Regions from separate parts of the Mus musculus genome. Here region 1 is linked to region 2. Evidence: chromatin contacts called from public HiChIP or PLAC-seq data. All regions are on one chromosome and are shown on one strand. Each heading gives the region's core, a stretch centred on a gene start, on an enhancer-like site or on the middle of the called end of the contact. The rest is flanking DNA. Distances are from core to core; before and after follow the strand shown.

Region 1 (5,951 bases), core at 1,012-3,511, 110 kb after region 2:
CAGAGGCAGAGGCAGAGGCAGAGGCAGAGGCAGAGGCAGAGGCAGAGGCAGAGGCAGAGGCAGAGGCAGAGGCAGAGGCAGAGGCAGAGGCAGAGGCAGAGGCAGAGGCAGAGGCAGAGGCAGAGGCAGAGGCAGAGGCAGAGGCAGAGGCAGAGGCAGAGGCAGAGGCAGAGGCAGGCAGGTATGGTTTTTACCTCCCGTGTGTGTTATTTCTTTAGAATCTATGTTTGGGTTTGGCATTATGAACAGTTATCACTTCCATGAAAATGTATTTGTTTAGCACCAAATTATCTCTGTTGCGTGGAGTGGCTATGTAGTAAGAAGGCTAGACATACTTTAATTCTTCCTCCTGAGTAATTTGCAATCTGAAAGAGATGACTTCACAGGAATTCAAATGGAGTCATTGTAGTTTAAAAGGTCATTTAGCAAACGATTACATAAACCTATCAGATTAAATGCTTATATTTAGTAGGAATGTTGGGGCGAGGGACGCAGACTGTGCCACAGTTTGTTTGCATTAGGTTGGGGGGAGAAAGGTTGGCACCTCCCTCAAGTTAAGTCTGGAAAACATTTATCTCTGGCACCGGTTAAAGGATGAGAGACAACGCAAAGCTGCAGAGAAGGAAGAGAAGGGGATCCTGAACTCACAGCAAAGGCAGAAACAGAAGGACGTATTTGCTCTCATTTGGGGACTTGTTCCTTTACGTTTAGTTCCTTCATCTTGGCGCTTGAGTGATTAATCTCCATTTCCACATTAGTAAAATGGCAGTGGCCGCAACCTTGAAAATAAAAACCAAAGCCAGTGCTGGCACCTTCAGTCCAGGCACTCAGAAGGGAGAGGCAGGTGGATCTCTTTGAGTCTAGGCCAGCCTGGCCTACAGAGTGAGGTCCAGGATACCCAGGCCTATGTAGCGGCACCGTGATGCAAACCAAACCGCACCACACCACACCACAAAAAATAAAAATAAAACCATATCAGGAAAAAAATACCCATATGATACATGGTACAACTCAAGTCATACAAACGACTGTAACCCTTAGTGTGAAGAGAAAATTCAGAAGGGAGGAAAATAAATAAACCTGAACTCCTCCATGCAGTTTTTGAACATCTGAGACCTGGAGAAAAGGGGACTTCACATCAAAAAGGGCCCAAACTAAGTTTCTTCTCTTTGAGTTTTAGATGTAATCTATAGTCTCCCTCTGTTTTCTGCTATCACTTTTATTGTTTTTGAGCGTTTCCTCTTTCTCTGGTTCACTCAGCTGACCACCAAGAGATCAGATCCTGCTGGAAAGTTATTTGGAATGTGGTAACAGTCTCCTACCCCATTCTTCAAGTTTTCCAAACGAAGTGAAAATGTTCAGATGTTCTGTTACCCGGGCCTCCAGTCCATCTGATGGCTGCCCATTTGCCGGCGGTACTGGTATTTTTCAGCTACTCTTTATACCAGAGTTAGAGCTCCGCGATTAGCCCTTGCTGGAATACAGTGCTAAGGGCGATTCCTACAGCCGCTTGATTAAGTCCGTTAGGGTTTGCAGTTCCTGGAGATCCCAAGTTATTCTAGAAACAAACCACACCCGATAGTGACTAGTCAAGTGGTTCTCAAACCATGAGTTTCTAGCTTCTTGGGGTCCCCTTAGACCATCGGAAAACATTTCCATTACGGGTCGAAACAATAGCAAAATAACAATTATGAAGTAGCAATGAAAATAATTTTATGGTTGGGGGGGTCACCACGCACGAGGGTCACAGCATTAGGAAGGTTGAGAACCGCTGCTTTAGTCCTCTAGATCTCAGCTTGTTCACCTACAAAACAAGGGTTAGACTTGATGCTATTTCTCACTGTGATTCCCCAACCTAAGACTCAGTGAATCTAACATGAATCAAGTTTCTTCCAGAGGCTGGGGCTGGCTGTCAGGGCGTCTGCCTAGACCGTGCCAGGACGCGGGTTCAACCTCTGGGGGCACAAGAGGACACAGGGGACTTGATCTGAAGTCATTAGTTAATTTGCTCTCTTGGTCCTGGAGGCGGGGTCGGCCACGGAGCCCTAATGAGGTTAACTTATGGATACTCCTTGCCTAGACTAGCAACGTATCCTGTGATTCTCACCAACCTTGGGGACCAAAGGATCGCGTATGAACTTCAAAACCCCGGCCCTAGGAGACGAGAGGGCAAGGAGGCCGGCTTAGTCCTGCGCTTGCGCAGTGTGGTCCTAGGGCTAAGGTCGTGCCGCCAGCTGACCCTTCGCTGTTCATCAAATCCCGCGAGATCTCAAACTGACAGACACGCAGGGGGGCCACTGTATCGCTGCACCGGAAGCTGGATTAAGCCCGCAGAAAAGGAGGAAGTGCCGAGCCAGGGTGACCTGTGGGCGTCCTCCTCGAGCTCCGGGCGACACCGGCGGTATAGCTTGGGACGCTAGACTAGGGAATGCCCCGTAACAGGTGCTCTCCGTTTTGTAAGAATTCCGAGGGTGAAGTTTGGGCGCGACTGTGTTTGAGGTGCTTCAGATTTGAACATCTATTGAGCGCCTACTGTGTGCCACGCATAGGGGTATACTTATGTCATGTTGAAAAACCTCAGCACCAAGAGGTTTTGATCCTCTTGGTGCTGAGGATCCAGGAAGTCGGCTTGAAAATGTGAGATTACTAGTAATTTCTGTGAAAGTGGTTAGTCGTGGGAGCCATAGAGGAAGGTTGGCTTTCTGAGGTGGACATTTGCACACGATGGCATAGACAGCACAGGGAAGGTCAGCAGAGCCCTTTGTGGCAGAATGGTTGAACAAAGTACGGCTAAACAGGAAGTGTGTTTTATTAAAAGATATTGGGGATAAGTTGTGCGACCTTGGACAAGTTATTCAGCCCCTGTATGGCGTCTGTGAAAAGGATAGCATGTTTGCAACTTCATGGCGGTGGTGTTTGAGGACGGAGTTGTATTTAAGCAAGCTGATTAATAATTTATTTTCTTCTGTATTGGGAATTGAGTCCAAGATCAGCCTTCCACCTCCCCTATGCATGCTGGGCAAGAGGTTTTTACTACTGGGCTATATTGCCAGACTGTTTTTCATTTTTATTTTGGGACAGGTTCTCACTAATTTGCCCAGGCTGGCCTTGAATTTGCCGTCTGTATTCCATCTGCCCAATAACTGGGATTACAAATGTAAGACGCTACCATGCTAGAGCATGTCAACTCACCCAGTTCTGGGATGCCTGGAAACATTCAGGAAATAAACTATATGACCCCTCCGAGGTCCCACCCAGCTAGAAACAGAACATGTCCTTTGCCCTTGTGAGTTCAGTGAGCTTTTCCTTACAATAGTCTGCTACACAGATGCTTAAGGCGTATTTTTAATGACTGTCATTGAACCAGATCTTTTGGTGGTATTTTAGAATGGTCGAATCAATTAGAAACCCACTTTAATTTAACAGCAAATGGGGTTTACTGAGGTCTACTCAGCTCTGCCTCCATTATGATGCCTCCTAACCCACTGCCCTTCAGGTCTTGAATGTGATCTTTATTTTAGATGGAGAACCTGTGAGTAAGTCATGGTTGATTTTGTTTGTTTGTTTGTTTGTTTGTTTTCGAGACAAGGTCTCTCATATCCCAGAATTCTGGCCTTGAATTTTGTTATGTAGTTAAGTCTGGCTTTGAACTCATTCCTCTCTCTTCTACCTCCCATGTGCTGAATTACAGGTGGGAGGCATCACACTGGCTCTGTTATGTGTATCTAGAGAAATAAGGCAGAATGCTGAAAATGGAGAACAGATAACTGTCACCGTGTGATGCCTAACACTGACTGTCAACTTGGGGGGATCAGAAATCACTGAATAGACAAGTTCAAGGTGTACCCATGAGGGATTGGCTTCATTTTAAGATGACTAAGGTGGGAAGATTCACCCCAAGGCTGAGTAGGACGATTTTTTAGGTTTGGGTCCTGGACTGAATAAAAACGACAAAGCCAGTTGAACACCAGCATTCCTTGTTCTGGTTTTTTTTTTTTCCCTAAAGACTTATTTATTTTATGTATATGTGTACACTGTAGTTGTGAACCTTCATGTGGTTGCTGGGAATTGAATTTAGGACCTCTGTTCACTCTGGTTGGCTCTGCTCATTTATTATTATAAATAAGTGCACTGAAGCCGTCTTCAGACGCACTCATTACAGGTGGTTGTGATCCACCATGTGGTTGCTGGGAATTGAACTCAGGACCTTTGGAAGAGCAGTTGGTACTCTTACCCACTGAGCCATCTCGACAGCCTCGTTGTTCTTTTTCTTGACTGTTGGTGTGGTGTGAGTGACTGCTTCAAGCACCCAGAGTGACTTCTCCATGACGACTGTGCCCTTAAACTGTAGCCAAAATAACCCTTGTCTCCTCTGCCTTCAGTTGCTCCTGTCAGGGTATTTTATCACAGCAATAGGAAAAGAAACTCAGGCAGTTGGGCAGCAGTCCTTTGATTGAAGATTTAGCCATCACAGTACAGGTAATAACCACTCAAGGACAGTCTGACAGTTGTAGCTGAATAAACTTGGTTTTTAATTTTTATGTGATTTCTATACATGGTGATTCCATAGGCAGTATCTGTGGCTGGGTGTAAAGAGATGCACTTGGAGTCTGCACCCAGTTGGAGGGTGTGACAAGGGACATGCTGGAACTCAGGAATTTGAGCACCTAGCAGCCATATCTCCCCACTATACTAAATGATGTGACGAATAAGATGTAGACAGCACTGCCTTTATAGATGCCCACCCCATCCTGCCCCCAACCCCAATCTGAAGCATTGACCAGGGGCTGGGTGCAATCCCCAATAGTTGGCAAGAGAGAGAGAGATTGAATCTCATCGGTCCTCTAAACCGACTGATCATTTCCAAATAAGAGAAGAAAATAGAAGAACAAGGCAGGTTACACTGAGGAACCAGTCAGTACATTCTCCAGACAAAAGAGTGAAGAAGCAAAGCCAGGAGAGACTCCAAATGTGATGTGTGAGCCGTAAGTCCCAATTCTGGTCATGCTCTGTAAAAACATCTGCAGGCATTCGGGCAGGTTGACTTAGCACCAGATGTTGGAGGGTAAGGACTTACCTGTGCTATTGCTTCTGTTAATAGTCATTCATTACATAATTACTGTTAACTAGTATTTATGTTGCCAGAGGAACTTACCTGAAGGGTTTTGAGTGAAGTGGGATGGAAATGGGATTCTCTTTAAAGGAAGGCTGCAGAGTGTTTTACCCTGATGAGTTATATCCCAAAGGGAAGAGTGAATTTGAGAGTAACTACCATTCTCAGATGGTGGCCATTTTTTCTGCCACCATCAGTGAGACTTATCAGTGTGTGTGCTAGAGAAGCTAAAGGAGTGGAGATGCTTCTGTAGTCTTCAGCCTGGCTTACTAAACCTCTTACTAACGTTTCCAGCATCGGACATTTGGTTCTTTTACCTGTTTGGATCCCAGGTTTCAAGCCTAGGACCTCATACATACCAGGCAAGTGTCCTACTAGACTGAAGCTCCAGTCTGAAATCATTTTTAGAAAATTTATTGTATGCCTGCGTGTTTGCAGGCATGTTTGTGCCTCAAATGCATGTGTAGTGCCTAGGGAGGCCAGAAGAGGGCACTGATCCCCTGGAACTGGTGCAGCCAGCGGGTGTTAGGAACTGACCCATACACTATGCAAGAGCAGCAAGTGCTCTTAATAGCTGAGCCATCTCTCCAGTCCTTTCTTAATAATTGATTAAGAACAGAGTTGGGGCTGGGTGTGGTGGTGCAAGTCTTTAAACCCAGTACTCTGGAGGCAGAGGCAAGCAGGTCTCTCTGAGTTCGAGGTCAGCTTGGTCTACATAGTGAGTTTCAGGCCAGCCAGGTCTATATAATGAGACCCTGACTGAAAACAAAGAGAAGTAAACAGGAAAAGTGAAATTGTTCTTCTGTAGCGTTGAGTACCTGCAGGAGAGTCAGGTAGC
Region 2 (6,118 bases), core at 955-3,454:
TTTCTTGGCTGCATGGAAAGAGTTCAAGGGTGCTTGGGGCCTCCCCACCTCCAGCTGCACCTTCTGTGGCACCATGGGCTGCACTGCGTTTCCATAGTGATCCAGCTGGGGACCTCCAGGTTTGTTCCCCTTCAGTGCCTCCGGGTGGTTATAGTAGGGAGGTACCCCCACACCTGGATGAGGGCTCCCTTTGGGTCCACCGTAGAGGGGCAGGTGATTCCACGTGGAGTGGGGTGGGGGCTGGCCAGGTTGCTGCTGCCAGCCACTGTCACTGATGCCTCCACCTCCGCCACGTTCCAGGCCCCGCCCTGGAGCCATCACAGAGCTGGGCCACTTTACCGAGCTTACTTGGGCCTGCTGGGACAACATGGCTGCCGTGGTCCTCTCAGATCCATACACCACACTGTTCAGGAGAGCCAGGTTGTTAGGAGGAGACAGCTCCACAGGCTGGGTGGTGGAGGCCACCCCTGTGGGACCTTCGTGGGCCCCGTACTGTTCCTCCTTAGCTCTGAGGGACTGTGGTGGACTCTGCAGTGGTGGTGGCTGTTCCTTGGCGGCTGGCTCCTGGTCCCCAAAAGGACAACGCTTGCGTTTACTCTGAGCCTTGGACTGGGCCTGGAGGTTCATGGTGTGGCCGACTAAGCCTGGCAGTGAGACGTCCTTCAGCTGCTGCCCATCCCTTGGTAGGAGGTCCTGCTGGAAGCCTGGCCCCAGTCCAGTAGCCAGGGAGGGCAGAAGAGAGGCAGAGGAAAACGCAGGAGCCTTCAGGCAAGAGCTAGGAAATGTCCGCTGGTCCTTCCTCTTCTAGGGAGGCTCTTGCGCTCAGCTACACTTCCCTAATCATGATGCCTGCCTGTGCCAGGTCCTGGAGCCTGCAGAGGAAAAACCAGTGACAGTGTTAGCCACGTGACCCCTAGATATGAGCACCAGTGTCCCCCTGCCTCAAGTCACTCATGGGGGCCAGGGATCATGGGGCAGCTGCCAGCAAGACAGCAGGATCAGGTGTCCTCGCTCTTCCTGTCCCACCACCTCCTGGCTAGACTCTCGTCTGCTGCATTTGGTTGTGTAACTCGGAACCCTCTAAAGACACAGACCAAGGGGCCAAGTGGGGCTGACATGTTGCCTAAGCTCCAAGTCAAACGGGGAAAAGGGAAAGCAAAAGCCAAACTGAGAACCTTGTCCTATTAAACTATAAACTAGGCTGGGGCACAGTGCAGCCCAGGTCTGTTCCTTCCCACATGACTGTCTACACAATAGCTCCAGACCCAGAAGAATTCCCCTAAGGTCACTGCTCCCCTCCACCTAAAGAAGAGCAAGTTAGGGGACAGGGACTATTCCCAGCATAGCCACCCATCCTCTGTCACACCAGGCTCTTGCAAAGCCCACAGGGCCCATAGAGTTAGGCTTGCAGCCTTTTATGCCGAAGCACGTAGGTGAGGCCCCACCCCTGGGAAGAGTTGCTGGGTGGGGCTCTGGCTGCTGAAATCTTTCTCAAACTAACACAGAACCTGTTTTGCAACCCTGGCTGGATGTGGGCCCAATTTAGTCTAGTAGCTGGTCAGCAGCTGTTGCTGGCTACCACCGCCGTCCCCTCCACTGTTAAAGAGTGCCTAGCCAGAGCAGAGTCTAACTCAAATAGGAACGGTGCAGAGTTCTAGACCTCAGGCCCTCGAGACTGCCTATGATGGAAAGTGTTCAGTTGTTTTGCTTTGCCATATTTTGAGGATGGTGTTGCTGGGATAGGGGCTTTATTCATGCTAAGCACATGTTGAACAAGTGAGCCAGACTCCCCACCCCACTCTAAGCTGATGTCTAAAGTGACAGTTACACTGACATTGCTACAGAATAGAATCCAGGCCTGTATTTTACAACATGCATAGCTGCTTGCTGTGTTGTTAAGTTTTTGTTCTTCAGATAAAATTTTGTTTATTTGTTTAGTTAGTTTGTCTCCCTCTGGGAAGTTGGTAAGAGTAGGAGGTATACAAGCCCACCTCTTTGCCAAGACTCTGACCCTGGGTCACTAAGGTGGAAAGGCTAGAGGTGGGCAAGGATGAATCTGCAGATCCTGGTAGGCTCAGATACCACAGAGATTATGATAGCAGGTGGGGCAGTTCCCAGAAAACCAGCAGCAAAGAACAGACCTGGCGTCATAAGTCCTGCCCACGAGAAGCCCCGCCCACACCGAGCCCCGGTTCTCCTCCCAGGCTCTCCGTGCTATCGCTGCTCCGCACGTTTCCGCAGCTCCAGCCCGGGCTCCCTCCCGGACTGGCCTGCCTGCCTGCCAGCCTGGCCGCTTGACTCACTGGAGGCCCCCTCCCTTTCTTTCACTTTCACCCAGCACCCAGAAGGGGAGCAACTTCCTCCACCATTTCCTTCCTCAGCTCCTGGGCCTGGTAGACAGCGCGAGCTTTAGCCCAGGAGAACGGCGAGAGAGCTCTAAGTCCGTGCACTCCTTTGTTTTCATTTGTGGAAATCGCAGGGACAGACGGACTGAGGACACTGAGTCACCCTAGCACCAGCAGGAAGGGAAGGATTTGGACAAGCGCTCAGGGCTGGAGACCCTCTTTGAACAAATCTTTCTCATGCTTTTTAAACCCCCTTCCTTGGGTAGCCAGACCAATTCACAACAGAGAACTGAAAGCCAGCCAGAGATGGAAAATCCCCTGGGGCCTCCATGATGAAGCTGAAGGGTGGGACTTCGAGTTCCACCTCTCCGAGGGAGACCCAAGCCTGGCAAAACTAGAAATACGTGTGTGTGTGTGTGTGTGTGTGTGTGTGTGTGTGTGTGTGCGCGCAGCAAGGCAGAGGAAGAAAAAAAAAAGGCAGGGAGGAGACAGGACAGAGGGAAGCCCAGCAGGCCACGTGCCTCTAGGGAGCTGCAAGCTCAGGGATGCTCACAGGCACTCAGGATGCCTGTCGCCTGGGAGTCACAGCATGGGCTTTGGGGGCCTGCAACAGGGGAAGGCCCACGTGGCAGGCAGGCATGGGTGCACGTGCAGACAGGTTCCTGTCAGAGGGGGCCTAGGCAGGGGATGGCTATTCAGTGCCCGGCTTGGGGGTTTAGAGGGCAGAAGGCGGAGTCTGGGTCCGGAGCTCCAGAATATGGAAGCTCTTGCCCATGGGTGTGTGCGGTAGCAGGGGAGATTAAATCTGAGGGTGGATCAAGCTGTTTTTCTTCCTACCCTGCACACCAGGGAGAGCCCATCAACTCAGCATATACCATGATAGGGGAGACTTGCTCTGAACAAGAGGCTGGTTTGGGGAACGGTGGAATCACCCCATAAGCTTCCTGCTGCAGAAATCCCCACAACTCCCTGGCCTGCCAAGCAGGAGGCAAACGTGCAGGCCTAAGAGAAGAGGAAGCTGGAAGGACCACCATGGCAGCCAAGCTCTAAGTAGCCCTAATAATAACAATGTAGCCGGCTTGTCTGTGTCAAGAGTGTCCAAAGTACTTTGTATTTTTTAAAGCCTTGTATCAAGCACCAATAGTTTAACTCCCATTTTGTAGGTAAGCTAGATAAGGCTTACAGGAACAAGGTAATTTGCCTACAGTCACACATGATTATGTCACCAGGACTTGAAGCCAGGCATGTCACACACAAGATGAAATCCTCAACACACACCAGTCTGATCTTAGGCCCCATACACTTACCTTTCCTTAGGTCAGGGCTTGCTGGACACTGCTCTTCACTAGCTCTGGCCAGAAGCAACCCTCTCCCACCCTCTTTAAACATGACTGAGACCCTCAATCTCCAGAGAAGCAGGGAAGGAGCCTCGCCACAAAGAGGAGGCAAGTATCAGGTCCAGCTGCAGGAGTCGTGACATCTGTACTGGCTAGGCGGGCCCACCTCAAACCTAGGTTCTCTAACCCTGGCACTTCTGGTCTGCTGTGGTGGGGCTTTGAGCTCTCAGAGTAGGGGTGGGAGGGAGTGTACCTCCCACCCTTGCTCTGGCACTGAGCCACTTCCTCTCTTTTTGACTGTCCCTCCCTCCCTCTCCTCAGCCCCTCAGCTGTAAGCAGGTCTGACCTTCCAGTGAGGAAGAAGGAAGCCACCTGCTCCAAAGACTTGCCAGCCAATGGGGCAAATGCCCAAGGATCAAGAAGATGTAAGGAGGAACCCCTGGGACCAGAGGCAAGGCCTCTGACAACAGATACAAGATCACAGCAGAAGGAAACCCACAGCCAGACACTGCAACCACTTTGCCGGCCTATGTTTCTCTGGTCTTCCTCTAGGAGCCTCTCCACAGCAACCAATCTCTGACCAGGGCACCACAGGGAGCCCTAGGCTGAAAAACAAAGCCAGTGTCATTTATCAGTGGCCTGGGACCAGAGGGAGGTCACAGAAAGCTCTTTGGTGGAATGCATTTTTTTCTACAGAAAGAAAAAGAAAACACAGGGTGCACCAAGAAAGAGAGAGTAGTGCTGAACCCACATATGGGCTTCAGAGACATGTTAGAAGGTTCTAGAAAGTCCTTGGGTGTACACTGTGTTAATGATCACTATACTCTAAAGGTATGTCAGCTTTTCAAGTGACATAACAGACCACACATGCCCAACTATATGGCTAGCCCACCCAGGAGAATTTATTGAACCCTTCAACAAGGGAGGAGAACCAGTTATGGCCACTGAGAGACTGACTGGGCCACTCACCAGACACCTGGGCCATTCGATTTGTTCATCTGAGACACAAGACTGCTGTGAGTCACAGACACCAGGGAGGAGGTGCCCAGCCTGGTCCAGGGTCACAGTGGCTCAACTCTGAACTGGAGGTAATAACCAGCTAGAAAACCCTCCTAGCCATTAGAGGGCCAAACAGTCCTACTCCAAACTATTTTATTAGCTCAGGCTAGCCTTGAACTCTGGACCCTCTTACCTTACCCTCTGAGTATTGACATTATATATACCTGCCCCCCCCCCCACACACACACACACATACCCTGGTCCCCTCAAGGACGCAGGGAAGTCAGAGCTTGGTGTCTCAACCGAGAACAAGTAAAATACAGACAGGGAACCCTACAAGACCTTAACCTGAAGCAAGCAAGCCATGTCTCTGAGCACTGGAGAGGCTGCCTTGGGGGGAAGTCTGAAGCACCTACCGGGCCCCAAAGTCCCCAGACTCTGGCTCCTGCTGCCTCTCTAGCACTTCAAGCAAGAAGAATATGGTCAGGCCTCCCACTGCTCCTAGGTCTCTGACTAAGCCTGGTCCCTGCCTTTCCAACCTTTGCATTTGGCCACACCCCTGTCATCCTTTAGCCAGGGCTTCCTCTGGGAAACTCTCTGACCCCAGGGCTGGAAGCGGGATTACACACGGAGCTTATCATGTTGCCTGACCCCAGCACACACCCACGCACCCCACACTAACTCCCAAGTGCCCGGCTTCCTCATCTCTGCTGCAGACACTTGTACCTAAACACCTGACCTGGAACTGCCTGTTCCCAAAATCTGCACTTCAGAACTTACCCAAGCAAAAGTGCACGCAGCCAGGTATCCAGCCTGGGGTCCTGCCTAATCCTGAGGCCAGTTTATCTCCCAGATAGACGGCAGAGCTCCCCATGTTGCTGAGGTGATATAAAGGGACCCCCATGTTAGCTCTCCCCAACAATACATACAGAGCTCATGTTCTCCCCAACAAAGCTAAACGCAAGGCCTTCTCCAGCGGCAGGCCCATGAGTCATTTGCTCCTGGGCCATCATTTACTACCCCATACTACATGCGAACCACCTGGAAAAGTACCAGCTCTCCCGCCCTCAGAGCTTCTCACCTCTGCCTAGACCATGCTCAGGAACACAGGGTTTTAAGTCTGTTTACCTCATGCCCCTGACATGGTTAGACTGGGTCTCAAAACACTAAGATGTGTCTAAAATATTAAAAGACTATGCCAAGGGGCCCAGCATGACCTAGCTGGCCTTAAGTACAGGTTCACTTTCTGAATGGCCCTTCTCGGTTAACTGAGGTCTCTGGCCACAGCTAGGCTGGGTAAGTGTTTGAGAAATGCCATCTTGGGGGGCAGTTAAGAGTGGTGAGGTCTTGGGGCTGGTGAGATAGCTCAGCAGGTAAGAGCACTGACTGCTCTTCTGAAGGTCCTGAGTTCAAATCCCAGCTACCATATGGTGGCTC

What was found. HiChIP or PLAC-seq counts read pairs in DNA pulled down with a chosen protein or histone mark.
Region 1: a contact with region 2 is called in an H3K27ac HiChIP or PLAC-seq map of microglia, with 6 times the contacts expected there. The contact joins the promoter of Ptgr2 here to the enhancer-like site in region 2. A contact is called at or near these places in 1 of 39 promoter capture datasets (neural stem cells), 6 of 15 datasets of contacts at CTCF or cohesin (CD8 T cells, the G1E-ER4 cell line, the NIH/3T3 cell line and 2 more), 39 of 484 Hi-C or Micro-C datasets (8-cell embryo, B cells, the BV-2 cell line and 22 more), 40 of 115 datasets of contacts at active chromatin or transcription factors (the 230-238 cell line, CD8 T cells, DN3 thymocytes and 27 more) and 3 of 9 other capture datasets (adipose tissue, liver and pancreatic islet).

The regions. Positions count from the first base shown.
Region 1 is chr12:84,283,035-84,288,985 of GRCm38.p6, forward strand. Ptgr2 (prostaglandin reductase 2) reads left to right here and starts at 2,262. Exons shown (of 10, transcript NM_029880.3): 1 at 2,262-2,442.
Region 2 is chr12:84,173,552-84,179,669 of GRCm38.p6, forward strand. It overlaps Mideas (mitotic deacetylase associated SANT domain protein), which reads right to left. Exons shown (of 13, transcript NM_001163501.1): 2 at 1-872. The coding sequence starts at 627. Among named protein-coding and RNA genes, the nearest start is that of Gm40475, 14 kb to the left of the region's middle. RefSeq lists an enhancer at 2,140-3,192. Within about 2 kb of position 2,205, at least 414 of the 459 cell types and tissues checked have an H3K27ac peak or open chromatin away from gene starts, as enhancers often do. A contact at or near this core is called in the 230-238 cell line, 8-cell embryo, B cells and 47 more, where this site is marked.